Regions from separate parts of the Mus musculus genome. Here regions 2 and 3 are each linked to region 1. Evidence: chromatin contacts called from public Hi-C data. All regions are on one chromosome and are shown on one strand. The core of a region is the stretch at or near the end of the contact, and the rest is flanking DNA. Distances in the headings are between cores, read along the strand shown.

Evidence for each region. A called contact is a pair of places that touch in the nucleus more often than the background predicts.
Region 2: a contact with region 1 is called in a Hi-C map of embryonic fibroblasts, with 10 times the contacts expected there. The contact joins the enhancer-like site here to the promoter of Rnd3 in region 1. A contact is called at or near these places in 4 of 39 promoter capture datasets (the 3T3-L1 cell line, 3T3-L1-derived adipocytes, cranial neural crest and 1 more), 1 of 15 datasets of contacts at CTCF or cohesin (the NIH/3T3 cell line), 34 of 484 Hi-C or Micro-C datasets (the C2C12 cell line, the HL-1 cell line, the MC3T3-E1 cell line and 17 more), 6 of 115 datasets of contacts at active chromatin or transcription factors (bone marrow-derived macrophages, craniofacial prominence, embryonic fibroblasts and 3 more) and 1 of 9 other capture datasets (adipose tissue).
Region 3: a contact with region 1 is called in a Hi-C map of cerebellum, with 2.2 times the contacts expected there. The contact joins the enhancer-like site here to the promoter of Rnd3 in region 1. A contact is called at or near these places in 1 of 39 promoter capture datasets (embryonic stem cells), 18 of 484 Hi-C or Micro-C datasets (the N1E-115 cell line, astrocytes, brain and 10 more), 18 of 115 datasets of contacts at active chromatin or transcription factors (astrocytes, bone marrow-derived dendritic cells, bone marrow-derived macrophages and 6 more) and 2 of 9 other capture datasets (adipose tissue and embryonic stem cells).

The regions. Positions count from the first base shown.
Region 1 is chr2:51,146,166-51,151,022 of GRCm38.p6, forward strand. Rnd3 (Rho family GTPase 3) reads right to left here and starts at 2,946. Exons shown (of 5, transcript NM_028810.2): 1 at 2,560-2,946; 2 at 2,059-2,146. The coding sequence starts at 2,709.
Region 2 is chr2:51,265,778-51,270,634 of GRCm38.p6, forward strand. The region is part of intron 1 of Gm13497 (predicted gene 13497); the gene reads left to right. Among named protein-coding and RNA genes, the nearest start is that of Gm13497, 26 kb to the left of the region's middle. Within about 2 kb of position 2,929, at least 20 of the 459 cell types and tissues checked have an H3K27ac peak or open chromatin away from gene starts, as enhancers often do. A contact at or near this core is called in craniofacial prominence, embryonic fibroblasts, embryonic limb bud and 2 more, where this site is marked.
Region 3 is chr2:51,080,400-51,085,256 of GRCm38.p6, forward strand. It overlaps Gm32360 (a long non-coding RNA gene), which reads right to left. Exons shown (of 4, transcript XR_374358.3): 3 at 4,455-4,551. Among named protein-coding and RNA genes, the nearest start is that of Gm32360, 5.5 kb to the right of the region's middle. Within about 2 kb of position 2,447, at least 35 of the 459 cell types and tissues checked have an H3K27ac peak or open chromatin away from gene starts, as enhancers often do. A contact at or near this core is called in astrocytes, brain, cerebellum and 2 more, where this site is marked.

The DNA.
Region 1 (4,857 bases), core at 1,696-4,195:
CTCATTCCTAAATCCACCAGGCAGCCTGGCTCAGCCCGGAATCTGGCTTGGTTTGCAAGCTGTTGAGAACCTCAGCACGGGATGCCAGAGCCACTGAGACTAGGAGCTGAAGCCAACCAACAGCCTGGGACACACACACACACACACACACACACACACACACAAATCTGCCTGTCCAGTACACTAAAGCCAAGAAGCATAGCTGGGAAGAGATCTTGCACATTATCTAGCCCAGCGTCTGCCCTCTTTTTACAGATGATGAAAATGAGACCCAGGGAGGTAGAGGATTTGCACATAGAAATCCCTGGTAACCAGGAGCTGAGATGGAAACAGAGCTTTGTATCAAAGACTGTATCAGACCCACTGCACTGCCCCACTCCACGCCTAAATAATTCTTATCGAGTGTAAGTCCAAACGGGGCTGGGGGTTGGGGGGACGGGGGGGGGACGGGGATGCTGGTGCTAATTGTTGGTACCACACCAGCTGTCCGGCTCACTAGGCATAACAATTACCATAATATGTCTGAGAACAGGAGCCTAATAAAATACTAGGCTATGTAATAATTCTTATGATCGAAAGTAGTAATAAACCCCTAGAATTCCATCAACACTTTCTCTATAGTTTCAAGATTGCGTATGCAATCTGGACAACAAAAACCACAAAAACGCCCTTGGCGCAGCTCAAGGAAGAACTTGACTCTCCGGAGGGAAACTGGATCCATCCTTCTCACTGCAGCAGTCTGAGCATCTGGCACCGACCGTGAGAGGCGCCGGTGCAAGACTTCCCTCTAGTCTTTCTTCTAGCCTTTGTGCTGAGGGTTGCCTCTGGAGATCTTGGGACTCTGGCCCCTTCCTCCCACAGTCTAATTCCCCAAGTCCCTCAGAGGTTCCAGCCCAGGGTGTGGGAAGCTCGCTGAAGCTCCACGAGGCCACTCCCAGTTGAGCACGGCTCCACCTCGGGCCACCCCGCCTGACAGCAACCCTGCGTGTTGGCGCTTGTGCGCTCCTCCTCGCCAGTTTCGCCCTAATCTGTCTGGCAGCCCAGTTCCCCACCAGCACCGGCTTTTCCCCTCCCAGATTGGTAGTTTCTGCTCCTCTGGAGAAGGTATGGTTTCTACTAACAGTAGGCGTTTCTCCCGACGAGCCTCTGGCCAGTCTTGATACCGGGGGTGTGTGGGGGTTGGGGGGTGCTCAGTCCTCACTGTCCCTTCCCCGAACTCAGCCGGGGCTGCCAGCCTTCCTGCCCGCGAAAATCTGCCCTCCCCACCACCTTGTGCCACGTTGGTGGGTGGGCGCATGGGAAGGCAACAACCCGGCCTTGAACCCTAGACCTCTGGACGGAACCCTCCAAGGCGCCAATAATTCAAGTAGACAGGAAGGTCAAAGGCGATCGGTGCTGCCTGCGGCTCTGCAGGCAGGCGAAGCCGAAGCAAAAGGGTAGGGGAGTGGTATGTTCGGAGAGCTGGCACAGAGTGATCCCTGGGCGGCCGCAGAAGCCGCTCTGCACCGGTGGCACAGAGGCTGCGGGGGCGGAGGCCCCGCGGTGGCCGCTGCCGGCACCACCAGCGCATTCCTGACAGTAGGCGTCACGGGCGCTGGCTCCGGCCATTCACCCATCTCCCTCAGCCTGGAACACCCCACGCAACCCGGAGGCTTTGGGGATCTTCTCCCAGCTCAGCCTGCGCCCCTGCCCCCAAACCAGATGGCTGGTGACACCCATGAGGGGCTTCCTCCGCGAGCGGGAGGGCTTCCACGCTGCTCTGTATGCTCCAGCACTGGGCCACCCTGGCGGCCCGCTCCGGCACGGCTCCAAGGAAGGACAACACAAGGCCATGCGGCCACCAGAGGCTCCTCCAGCAGGGTCACTCCGGACACCTAGCGTCCTCCTGTCCCCAAGACCACAATCACTCCCATTGCTGCCCCTGCCCAGAAAGGATAACATTTTCCGGCGGCTCGGGACCGGGAAGTCCCTCAAGGAGCCACATTAGCAGACAGGGCACCAGATCCCGAGCCCCCGGGCGCACCGGTTCAGACCGCCACGCGGTGTGCCGAGTCTTACCTGAAGTGTCCCACAGGCTCAACTCTATTCTTTGTGTGTCGATTTCAAAACTGGCAGTGTAATTCTCAAACACCGTAGGGACGTAATTCTGGACGAACGAAAGGGACAGAAGAGGAAGGTGGCAAAGAGATTATTAAAAACACGACCCGTAGATCGAACACTTGAAAAACCACCAAGCCCCCAATTAAAAAACCACCACCACCAACAACCTCACACTCCTTACACAGTAAACACGCAGCCCCCTCCCGAGAGCCCACCCAGGTCTCCCCACCCGGCCTCCCACACTGAAACCAGCAAGTTTCTGGGGCCAAGAGCCCAGGGTGCTGGCGGGTCCCAGCCAAGACCCTTCCAGGACACTTTCGCTTCCCGGCCGTGTGGCGGCAGAGACGGCTGGGCATGAGAAAGATTTTCAAGAAAATCAGTGAAGCAGGAGAAAGGCGCAGTCCTCCAGACCGGGGACCCCACCAGCCGCTCCCCTCAAGACGTGCGGGTCACACTCACTTCTGGGAAGCAGTCCTTGGCGAAGACGTGGAGCAGCGCGGTTTTCCCACACTGGCTGTCGCCCACTACTACTATCTTGCATTTCACGTTCTGATTAGGATCCATGATAGATTTACTGGATAATTTCTGGCTGGCTCTTCTCTCCTTCATTGATGTTGCCTTATTTTCTCTTGGAACAGGAATTTTCTCTTTAGAAGAAAAAATATATATATATATATACTTCTCTCTATAAAAAGCAGATATAAAAATAAATCGCAAGGCCGGCGGGAACCCCTTTAAGCACAGCGGAGTGGAGGAGGAGAGGCAGCGGCTCTTTACTCCTCTCCTACAAGTTTTCTGCCTGACTCCGCGCCTCTCTTCCCAAGTCCAATTCCGATCGGTCTGCTTTGTTTCACGCTCTCCGCGCCGCTTTATACGCCCAGCCTTCCAATCCGCTCCGCTTTCTCAATGAGAGAAGGAAACCGATCCGCCTCCTCCCCTTTTATGGAGCCTGGGAGCCAGCACGGCCGCCCCGTTGGCGGAAAGTGTAAGCAGCGCGCCCTCTAGGGTGGCGTGCAGGATGGCTTGCAGACCCAGGTTCTGGCATAACCTGAAGGTGCCAGGCAGGATTTGCAGATGGGTAGGTTGTTCAGGGCCAGGGTGAGGGGAAGCAGATAATCTGTGCACATGGATTTGCATTGGGATTCCTTTCAAATTGCTTTCCAAGGGGCTCGCCTCCAGAAGCCTCGTCATCATTTGTGAAAATAAAAAAAAAAATTCCCAATCAAATTAATAATACAGAAGTAAATCTTGGAAGGGAAAGGCTAAGTTTTTGTGTTCCCAAACCCATAAAATCATTATCTATCTATCTATCTATCTATCTATCTATCTATCTATCTATCTATCTATCTATCTATCTACCTACCTATCATCTATCTTCTATCTATCTATCTATCTATCTATCTATCTATCTATCTATCTATCTATCTATCTATGTATCTATCTATGTATCTATCTATCTATCTACATATATAGTACATAATAACATAGATGATTTATTTCAAACACTAGAACTCGTTTTCCTTGACCTTTGTAGAGGACTGGCTTTTTAAACTGTCAGATTCAGCTATTCCAGAGAAGGTAGGAGGCTTTGGGGAGTGACATGATAATGTGAATAGGTGCAGGGGCGAGAAAAAAGAGAGATGACAAAAACTATCAGAAACTTGGCCGCAACTGCCACTCTCTCTGTGACAGCTCTAGAACCAGGGGTCTAAGCACTCTTTGCTCCCTTCAGCTGTACCCTCCCTCCTTCACCTAAGAATCAAGGAGTTGGACTTAAAAAGCACACATGCTCATTGTGGAAAATTTAGGGACTCCCCTCCTCCACACACGTACTCCAGTCATTCCAAGTCTCCCTTTCAACAAGTCTTAGAAGAGACAGACAAGACTGTGTTTGTTCTCTTGTCTTCTGAGAACAGTGTCTTCATTGCCAGTCACCCCGACAGCCAGGAAGCGTCAGTTATTAAATTTGTAGTGAAGGTGTCTGGGAAGAAAGTTCAGCCTGTGAAGGGCTTGGTCAAGTGCGACTTGAATTTCACCACCAGCACCCATATAAGGAGGCACTCCTGAGACAGACCCAGAGGATCCGTGGGGCTTGCTAGCCAGCCAATCCAGTCAAATTGAGGAACTCAGGATTCAGTGAGAGGCCATGACTCAAAGATAATGTAGATAGAAATTGAGGAAGATAAACAACCTCTGGCTTCCACACATATACTAAACACATACATATAAGTACTTACACATACACACACAACCCTTTAAGGAAAGTATAGTGACTGAATATGTAGTGAATTACTAGAATCATGAAATCACAGGACCTAGAATGCTATCTTACTTCTTTCAGACTCGAGAACCTTGAAGTCGTCCCCTAAAGACAGTCCTGAATCTATCTTTGGGGATAGGTGTGTTTTACACAGGCTGACCATGGAAAGGGCAGAGCTGGCCGAGGTCATATGTCTGCATTTGCCAAAATTTGCTTGGCAGAGCTTTATTCGTTTGCCCCAATATCATCTCTTAAAGTCTTAGGTTGCACTGTCATGTCACAGAGGGAAAAGTATCCTATGTGAACTTCATAGAGTTTACCCTAGCATTTCCCTAGTCTTCCTAGTGCGGGAAATGCTCCTCAAGCTGTTTGTGTGGTCGAGGGAGATTGGGCAGAGCAGTGGGGGCTTTCAGACAAAGATGCATTTAGGCCATGAGCTTCACAGCTTCTGGCTAAGTGACACTGGAGTAGTCATTTCATCTCTGTAAGCCTTAGCT
Region 2 (4,857 bases), core at 1,679-4,178, 120 kb after region 1:
TGCTTTTCCAAAGGACCCAGGTTCAATTTGTAGTGCCCATTAGTGCCCACAGTGTGGTTCACAAATGTCTGTAACTCCAGTTACAGAAGAACAACAACTCTCTTTTCTTGCCTATTCTGGTATTTATGTATTTGTGTGTGTGCGCGCGCGTGTGTGTGTGTGTGTGTGTGTGTGTGTGTGTGTGTGTATACAAAGGCATACATGTAGGCAAAATACCCATATACATAAAGTAAGAACAAACAACCATTTTCTTTTTAAAAAATGTCCTACATTAGGATACCATCCTAGAAACTTTATGATATCTGATGAGCCTGAAATGTACTTGTTAATTCAATTCTCAGGCAGTGAAATGGTTTTATGATTTGGCAAAAACACTAGAATACTGATCAAGATAGCATCTTCCCAAATAAGCAAACCTGGGTGGAAGGTAAGCTAATCTATTCTGCTACTGCAGAACCAATGATATCTACTGTCCAGCGTTCAGTAGCACCAGGTAGAACAATGTTAAAGTGGCAACCAATAAAATCCCACCCAACAATTAGTATAAATGTGTCACAGGAAGTATAATTTTTTGAACACAGGCCACAGAAAGCTGAAGACCCCTTTTATTGAACAAGCCAAGACATTAACTCCATTATAAAGGCATCCCAGTTGAGCTGTTTCCATAGAGCTAACGTGACAGTTTGATGTGGTAGCTTCTGATGCAAAGTCTTCTCTAGCAAGTAGGCCACCAAAGCAAGGCCATTAGGGTCCCGAGAGACAGTGAACAGTTTGTGCACATTGTCCTTATGAGATAGGATAGAGACTGGTGCTTTATGGTTGTGACACTCACCAACTGAGGATCTCATACCTTCATAAATAAAGAATAAGGTAAATTGTTTATCAGGCTAGCTAATATACACACAAGTCACTGCAAAGATGGAAAGAATCACTAAAGTACCTTCTTCATATTACCAACCACTAAAAAAAAGGGACCTTTGGGGGCTTATCTATCAGGCTCCATCTTCTTGGTTGTCCTCTTCTTCCAGTTTCAGCCCTTATCACCTTCCATATGATGTTTCTTACCACATAGAACACCTCCTTTTATGCTAAATGATGTACCTATCACATGGAATGCAAATTTGGAAACATGCTACCAGATGTGCTTTGAAGACACTGGGTGGTGTCTGTGTTTGTGTGTGTGTGTGTGTGTATTGTTGTTGTTGTTGTTGTTGTTGTTGTTTTTGCTTTCTCCATTTTGCTAGCATAAGCTTTTCATGGTACCATGATCACTTCAGCCCTGTTCTCTTCCTCAATGGTGTTGTAGTTGGGAAAACATCTGACAAATGGCTATTGCCAAGCCTTACTGTCTTGCTCCTGGCAGTTTCTGTGGTCTTCTGACTCCAACATCATCTATCTCCCTCAAACCACCCATCATCTACCACAGAGCTGTCTTTTTCCTGACATCTGGAGCTTCCTCACAGCAGGAAACCTGGGCGGTTTAGAAGCCCGTGCCCCAGTCAGTCACCATAAGGAAGTTTGGGTTTTGTTCTACTGTTTTCATATGAGAAACTAACTTCCGACTCTCATGGCTGGTGGGAAAGCGAAGGACTCACACAAAGGTAGGGGCAGGATGTGAGACCCTTCCCATAGCCTGCTCCTTAGCCTGTGATGCCCATGCTCATGTTGGATCTGGGCTCTTGATGCTATATGGTTCTTTATTCAAGTTGCTCTGTAACAAGTGTTGGTTTTCTCAGATTCCTTAGGAACCATACCATGTCACAATAAACACAGGTCTCCGTCTCCTCCTCCTCCTCCGTCTCCTCCTCCTCCTCTTCCTCCTCCTCCTCCCTCCCTCCCTCCCTCCCTCCCTCCCTCCCTCCCTCCCTCCCTCCCTCCCTCCTGTTTGAATGCTTTGTCAGTGATTTAACTTTGGTTGCTTGGGTTTAGAAAGAAATACTGTGATTTTTCTCTTCATCGAATCACTCTCTCCCTGTCCTCCTTCTCCTCCCTTTGCTGAGTCCTATGGCTGGCTGCTGAGTGCACGCTTAGGGCACAGATGCAAATCAGTCTCTTAATGGCTATAGATTTCACGTGGAGAACTCCACATATGTTTCTCATTTCTCTCCCTTTTATGCTGCATACTTGTGCTGAATCGTTTTATTGGCAGTGGGGGAGATGCCAGAATATTTACGGGATCTGGAGGGTGGGAGTGTGCTGCTATTTAGGCTATGTCTGGAGAACACCAACATAATCAGTGAACATGGGAATATTTGGCCAAATAAGCATTTTCTAGATGATTAGTATAATGCGCATAGCTTAGAGTACTTACCCAAACAATCACTTTGATGTGATTCAGAAACTTAGCACAATACGTGGTAAACTCTTCTATTTCTTAAAAATAGGAAAAACCCTGTTTGAATTGGATGGTTAACGGCATGTCTCAGGAGCGTAAGGTTCCATCACTAATTCTGCTGTTGAGCATCGGGAAGTGATGTGACATATTCCTTAACCATGCTATGACTGTGTCTCACCCTCTAGAAGGTGACTGTAGTTTAATACTTATGTGGAGATATGGTATGTTTGAGAGAATAATATAAATTAGATTCCATATAGATAAATACACATATGAAATTTCCAACAACTTCCAAGTGTTTCCTGTCTTCCTAACAACAATTTACTTAACTTTTGGGATCCTAAGAACTCTTAGGACAGATGGCCTTGAAAGTCTTGTTCATTATACTTCATGGTTCTGTGAGTCTTTCACTTACAGTTCTCATGGCTCTGTATCTCCCCAACCATTCCTTCAAGGTCAAACCTCTTGTGTGACTGTCATGTGGGAGTTATGGATATGCAAAAACATGTTTCTTCCTGCACTTCATTTAGTGGGGGAGGACTCACTCTTAAAGAATCAGGATCTAGGGGAATGAGGAACCAGGCTTTCTCAGAAACATCTGGGAGTGGCTGAGAGGCACCACCTTCTGGAGGAGATGTGAAGTGAGTGTAAAGTTGATGACCCCTGGCTCATGCTAGCTTTGCTGAGGTGTGCAGAGTGGCGCTTTCCCTTGCTTCAGGTTTAGGCTGCCTCCTGCCCCTTAAGCAACTCCTTTGCCTTCGTTCTAACAGTGCATATCTACTTATCATCTCAAGGAACACACAAAACTAATTCTGTTCATTGGAAGAATGCTTCCTTTCATTGGAAACGTTTTTGTAACAAGTCATTTGAAGATAACTGGGGTATAGCTCACACTAAAATTAGTCAAGTAATTTAAATATGTCTCGACATTAAAAAATGTTGGGGAAACGATTGAAAGTACTTAGAAGTAGTAGGGAAGATATTAAGAAAAAAAAAAAAAGCTGAGCATGCGGCCCATGCCTGACATCACTGTGCTGAGGAGGCTGTGGCGTGAGAAGCATAAGTTCTAGGCCAGCCTGAGCTACAGCGCAGAGAAGGGAGAGAGAAAGAGAAAAAGAGAAAGAGAAGGAGACAGAGATCATTGCAAATGATTGATGTTGAATATAATCACGATGGATAAAATAATCCTCTACAGTACACTATTGGGTAAAATACAACAAAAGATCTGGGCAGTGGTGGCGCACGTCTTTAATCCCAGCACTTGGGAGGCAGAGGCAGGGGGATTTCTGAGTTCAAAGCCAGCCTGGTCTACAGAGTGAGGTCCAGGACAGCCAGGGCTCCACAGAGAAACCATGTCTCTAAAAAAAAAAAAACAAAAAAGGAAGAAAAAAAAAAGAAAAAGAAAAAAAGAAAACAAAAGATTGACTTAAAATTATTTTACAGGCAAAACAGGCTAGACTTGCCTTTTCATGTGCCTTTTACTTTTCTTTTAGCATACTTTGGATTTTGTTGTGAGCTGCAATATACATATATATATATGTGTATATATATATATACACATATATATATATATACATATGTGTGCATAATTTCCCAAAAGATGAGCTATTATAAGTATACATATTTTCATTGTAACTGACTACACATAATTTGTTTTATTTTTTATAGAAATTCTTATTTTCGATTCTTTTCTCTACATTGGGACCAGACCAAACCTTATATGAAACTATGTGTTTCCTCTGACTTTTAAGAGTACCAAATTCTATAAAGTCTTCTTTCACTGTGAATTGATTTAAATTTGGAACACTTCTATCCAATTTCTGTATTCTTTTTTGCTTTATTGTGAGTCAAGGAGACAAAAAGAATCATGTTTCCTGAGAAAATGTCTGTTTGTTCGCATTAACACAAATTCTTTGATTTGACTTAGGATATATCTTAGACAAACTTTTGAAGATTGGGTTGGACAATGGAAGTATCCTTTTACCTGTCCCATCCCATAACTGTGTTGGTCACCTGGGGACCAAACACACAGTGGGCTTGACTATGGTAGAGTGCAGAAGGAGATTTTTGAAAACAGTCTCTACATGGATGTTTGGATTTCTCCTGGCTTTTTTTAATGAAGGGGGCGGGCACTGATTTTTTAGACCTAGACAAAATTTCTATGACCTATGAAAAAACCCTTAGTCAGCCAGGTTCTTTGCTCCTCCCAAGGGGCTATTAGTCATTCCAGAGAGATATATTTATTTTCTTAAACTTACTTTCCAGATGGACATACCTATCTTTCCAGAAAGCCAAATGTGCCTTATGAAATTTGAGAGTAATAATTAATCTTGCGTGTGAGAGCACCTGAGTAGGGCAAAGAGCAAACGTTTTCAAGAAAATCAATAATAAACTAAAAATGACCACCATATTTGGCGTGATTTTTCTTTCCATAAACTTTTTAAACACAGATGTCTTTTAGCTACATTCCCATGCAATGAGTTTTGCTCCAATTTTGTAAATAAAGGCATGATGTCCCAAGA
Region 3 (4,857 bases), core at 1,197-3,696, 66 kb before region 1:
TCAAACCAAGAACACAATCACCCACCATGAAGAACAGATCCTGCCGGAGACTCAGCATGCCTCTGTCCAACACAGTCAGCTGTAGTTGGAGGACAGATCTTGAAGGAACTGCATGCATATATCCCAGTAGTCCAGAGAGGAGTATGTGCAGACAAAGGACATCCACACTTACATTCCTTCTATAATCAATGACAGTAATTGCTTGCCTAGACTTTTCTGTTGGTAAAAATGCTATAAAGAAAATCCCTGGGCTGGTGAGATGGCTCAGTGGGTAAGAGCACCCGACTGCTCTTCCAAAGGTCCAGAGTTCAAATCCCAGCAACCACATGGTGGCTCACAACCATCTGCAACGAGATCTGACGCCCTCTTCTGGAGTGTCTGAAGACAGCTACAGTGTACTTACATGTAATAAATAAATCTTAAAAAAAAAAAAATCCCTAAGGTGAATCTCCCTTGGCACACACACACACAAAAACAACAAAAAGCAACAACAAAAAACCCAGTCCTGTCCCGATATCTGCATTTGTTCTAAAGCATTGCCTTTTAAACTCGCATCTTATTCATTGTTCTATGGGCATACTTGATAATGAATGTGTCTTTCTAGAACTTCCTGTTTCTCAGAATGTGTTCTCTAGAAGGATGAAAAACGTCTATCAGCAAGATCTTCCACATTTCGCTGATTGCTATGGTAATCTTCTACCCTTTGTCAACCCTTTGTCAACCCTGCATGGACACGAATTTCTTGTCATAGAATTCTAATCCCACCTGGGTGGCAGATGCTGGAACTTTGCTTTGCTTTTTTAAACAAACAAACAAACAAACAACATGACGAAGGCTGTGTTTGGATGCCCTCAAGGACCTGCACACCTGCTATTCTTCCTGCCAGAAGCTTTGAACACACCAGTGACGGTGATTTCACAGATTTCAAGTACCTTTTCACCAGATTTTGTGATATATTGTGCTGATAACTGGAATAATGAACATCCACCACTGGAGCTGACTGTTGACGGGCCAAGGTAGAGACGTGTCTGCGATGACGGAAATTTACAAGCAAACTCAAGAGGAAGACTGCTTGCTGCCTTGGAGAAGAGAGAGTGTGGATTCTCATGTTTCAGGCTGTAGAAGGCTGTCTGGCTCGACGGAGCTGAATGGAAATTGTGCCCAGGGGTCACAGCCAAAACCCATCAGAAACTGCACATTATAGCTGGAAGTGTCCTGTGTGCACTCCCTGCAGAGTTGGTGCGTCTTCGTTTCATACATCATTTATTCCTCAGTGGAGGGATGTCACAAAGGACTGCTCTGAAATAGCTATCAAGCTGCCTGAGACTCCAGTGTGTGTGGGCTCTCCTTCTGGAGGATAATCTCTCAGCCACTCCCTTTCGTTCATGACAGAAAACCCCTTTTGTTAGTTTGCCTATAAAATTCACTGTTTCACTTTGCAGGAGGTCTGTTCACTAACCATGCCAAGAGTCGAGTTGTGGGGTTTTGTTGTATAATTGTAGTAATAACATTCAGAAGAGAATTTTCTGGTCTTTTCTTCATCGTAATATATAAACATACACTGGTACCTGGCAAAGCAAAGAAGCAATCCATTTGATGCTTCTGTCAGTGACTAGCTTCCTGGCTACTTTCAGGGACTCTGTTGAATGTCTCATTCATCTGTAGATTATCCCTCAAAAATGTGCTTATCAAAATCATGAAAACTCATTGTGTGATTTTGTGGTTCCTGTCACTAATGGCCTGAAGCTCTAGGGGCTTTCAGGGAATTACTGGCCTTTGCTAGCTATGCGTCAGGACATGTTCAAAAGATTTATCTATATATTTAGACAGGATTGCACTGTGTAGCCTATGCTGACTTTGAACTCATGACTGTCTGCCTCAACCTCCATGTGCTAGAACTATATGCCACCATGCCAAGCAAACCTGATTGTTTATTCTCTTTAATTATGAAATAACAATATACTATTTAATTCTTTCAAAAGGAAAGGAATTTCAAACAAGTTAAAGAATACCAAAAAATTTGGGCGGTGAAATTTACTGTTCTCAAGTATAGGGCAATATCCCAAATTCTGATACCTGTTATTCCTTGTGCAATTTAATTTAAACGTCCTCCTTGCTTAAGTGGCACCCAGTAGGTGCCAGGTTATGTGCAGGTGAGGTGAAAAGACCATTTTTATGGCCTCTCATCATGGTCTTGGGAAACAAATTTCTACACTGTAGTGTTCTAACATGTCTCTACAGAGACTTTTTTTTCTGATGCTAGACCCATTTCATTTCCTAAGCCTTGGATCACTGGCCCACAGAGGGACAGCAGGGGATAATAGCCTCGCTGTCTGCCTCTGAGTTCACCAAAGACAACTCAAGGCAGTCGGGGCCTGGGACACCACCCCACACTGGATTTGTTCCCTTTGTCCATTAGCCAACTGGCTGTTATGGAGACGAGGGTAATGGCTGTTCAGCCTGTGTCGGAATCCCTCCCCTCCCCATCCTTTATTGTCTGTCAACTCAAACTCCTACCAGGACACATTGGGAGAAAAGCTGTCATTGTGAAAAGCTTCAGCTGCCTGAAGCAAGTCGCTCTGCCAGCTCCTCTGGCCTGGGCACTGGCATCAACACCACACTTCCATTTAGAGGAAAGTGAAAGGGTGAGATGAATAGACTTAAGCCCTTTACACCTCCTTTTCAAGGACTCCCCACCTCTAGGCACCCCCAAAATGGATTCCTCAGGTCTTTCTTGCCTCCTTTTCTGAGAACAAGACAATGGGGTTGAGAAGAAACGGGGTGCCCAAACGAGAAAGGCTTTAATACTCGGTTTTCTATACAAGCCTAGATCGCCGCTTACCACCAGAATAGGGACGTTGCCTCTTTCACCGTATTAATTTATGTAGCTACGGTCTGCCCCAGTTTCTTTTTCCTGACTGTATTTCAATTGCCTCAGACTTACTCAGGGACCTGCAGTTTTTGTTTCCATCCTAATCATCTCCAAGCTTAAGGAACTGGATCGAGGAGATAAACCAGTCTAAGCTACTCTGAAAAGGTAGGAAAACACAAACAAGAATCAAACAGTGGTCAATGGAAAGAGTGCATCACACTGGGGTTATGTTTGCAAAGAAAAAGAGAAGTATCGTCCCTGTTTCTGGATATTTGAAGTTTCCTTCTCTTTCTCCAGCCTGTTCTGCCTCCAGTTTTCACCTGACCTCTCCTCCTTCCTGGATGACAACACCGGTGTCCAATGGGCTCAAAATCGGCTGCTGATTAGTCAGGTCTTTTGGGAGCATGATGTGCATCATCATTTGATACAACTTTAGACGTTGCTTATGTGAGGGGCAGAGGGGAAAATAATTAAGAAGGAAGACATAAAATAAAGCTAAGCAGAAAGAAGTATTGCTGAGGAGTCGAGGCCCACAGCCAAACACAAGGCAGAGCTTGTGGAATTGGATAGAAGAGAAGAAGGAAGGATTGGAGGAGCCAGAGGGGTCAAGGACACCTAAGAAAACTTACAGAATTGACTAACTTGGGCCCATATGGGCTCGCAGAGATGAACCACCAACCAAAGAGCATGCTGGGATGTACCTAGGCCCCCTACACATATGTAACAAATGGGTAGCTTGGTCTTCATGTAGGACCTCTAATAAGTGGAGCAGGGGGCTATCTCTGCTGGTGTCTTTAACTAAACTGCCTTGTCTATTCTCAAGAGAAGTCCTACTACAATTTGAAATGCCAAGGTGTGTTGATACCCATGCGGGGTATCTTCTTCTCTGAGGAAAAAGGGAAGCAGGACAGGGAGAGAGGAGGTGAGAGGGAGGGACAGAGAGGAGAGGGAAGGGAAGCTGCGAACAAATGTAACATAAATCCATAAATTAACAAAAGAATCTGTTGCTGAGGTAGGGGATCGCCGCTCCCTGTACCCAGTGCCCTTGCCTCAGAGGCGTCTTCTGTACCTCACCATCCTGAGCGTCCATTTCGCCCAGTGGACTGACCGAGTCTAGCTCACTTTCTGCGCCTCTGCTCATGCACGTGGTTGCTGCCAAACATTTGTTGGCAAGCATTGACTGCTTATGAAGAAAAACATCTATTGTTGTTTGTTTGTTTGTGTGTTTGTTTGTTTTTCTTTTGAGACAGGATTCTCACTGTGTAGCTCTGGCTGTCCTGAAACTCACTCTGTAGAGAAGACCAGACTGCCCTTGAGAGATCTGCCTGCCTCTGCTCCCCTTTCCCCTGCTAGAGGACCAGAATTAAAGGCAAGTGCTGCCACACCAAACAGAAAAAAAAATTTATTTTAGAAAGCTAAGCAGGATGATTTTAAAGCCATTATGGAAACCCTCCACGTGCCAGGGCCTACTCGTGGACCCTTCACTCAAGTTGAACTACTGCTGCTAGTGACGAATCTCCACAGAATTGACAAAATCAAACTTGAGCTCATACTTCAATGCCCAGCACAAAATGATACTCACGTGTCAAACTTTGTGTGATTTTCCAAGCACAGTCCCACTTCTGCGAGCATCGTGAAGAAGTATGTAACGACGGTTGGTACCTTCTGCCCCTCCCTGCCTGCAGAACAAGCAGCTCCTAATGGGATGGCACCTTTCATCTTTAGAGCCCTGGTGCCTGTCACACAGTGGGGAATAGGTAAGTGCTTCCCCCATATGTTTAAGTCATCTTCTCCCCTCCTCTTTCTCACCCTTTTATTTTGCCTGAATTTCTACCTATTGATCCAGAATATTTCCTTTATCTAAATTGGGGCCCACTGGGATAATGGCGCCCACCACCAAGTCTCTTTGGGTTTAGAACGATAAGATAAGAATATTAAACAGGCTGCCTGTGGATGCGATGAACGCTCTGTAGACGCACACGCGG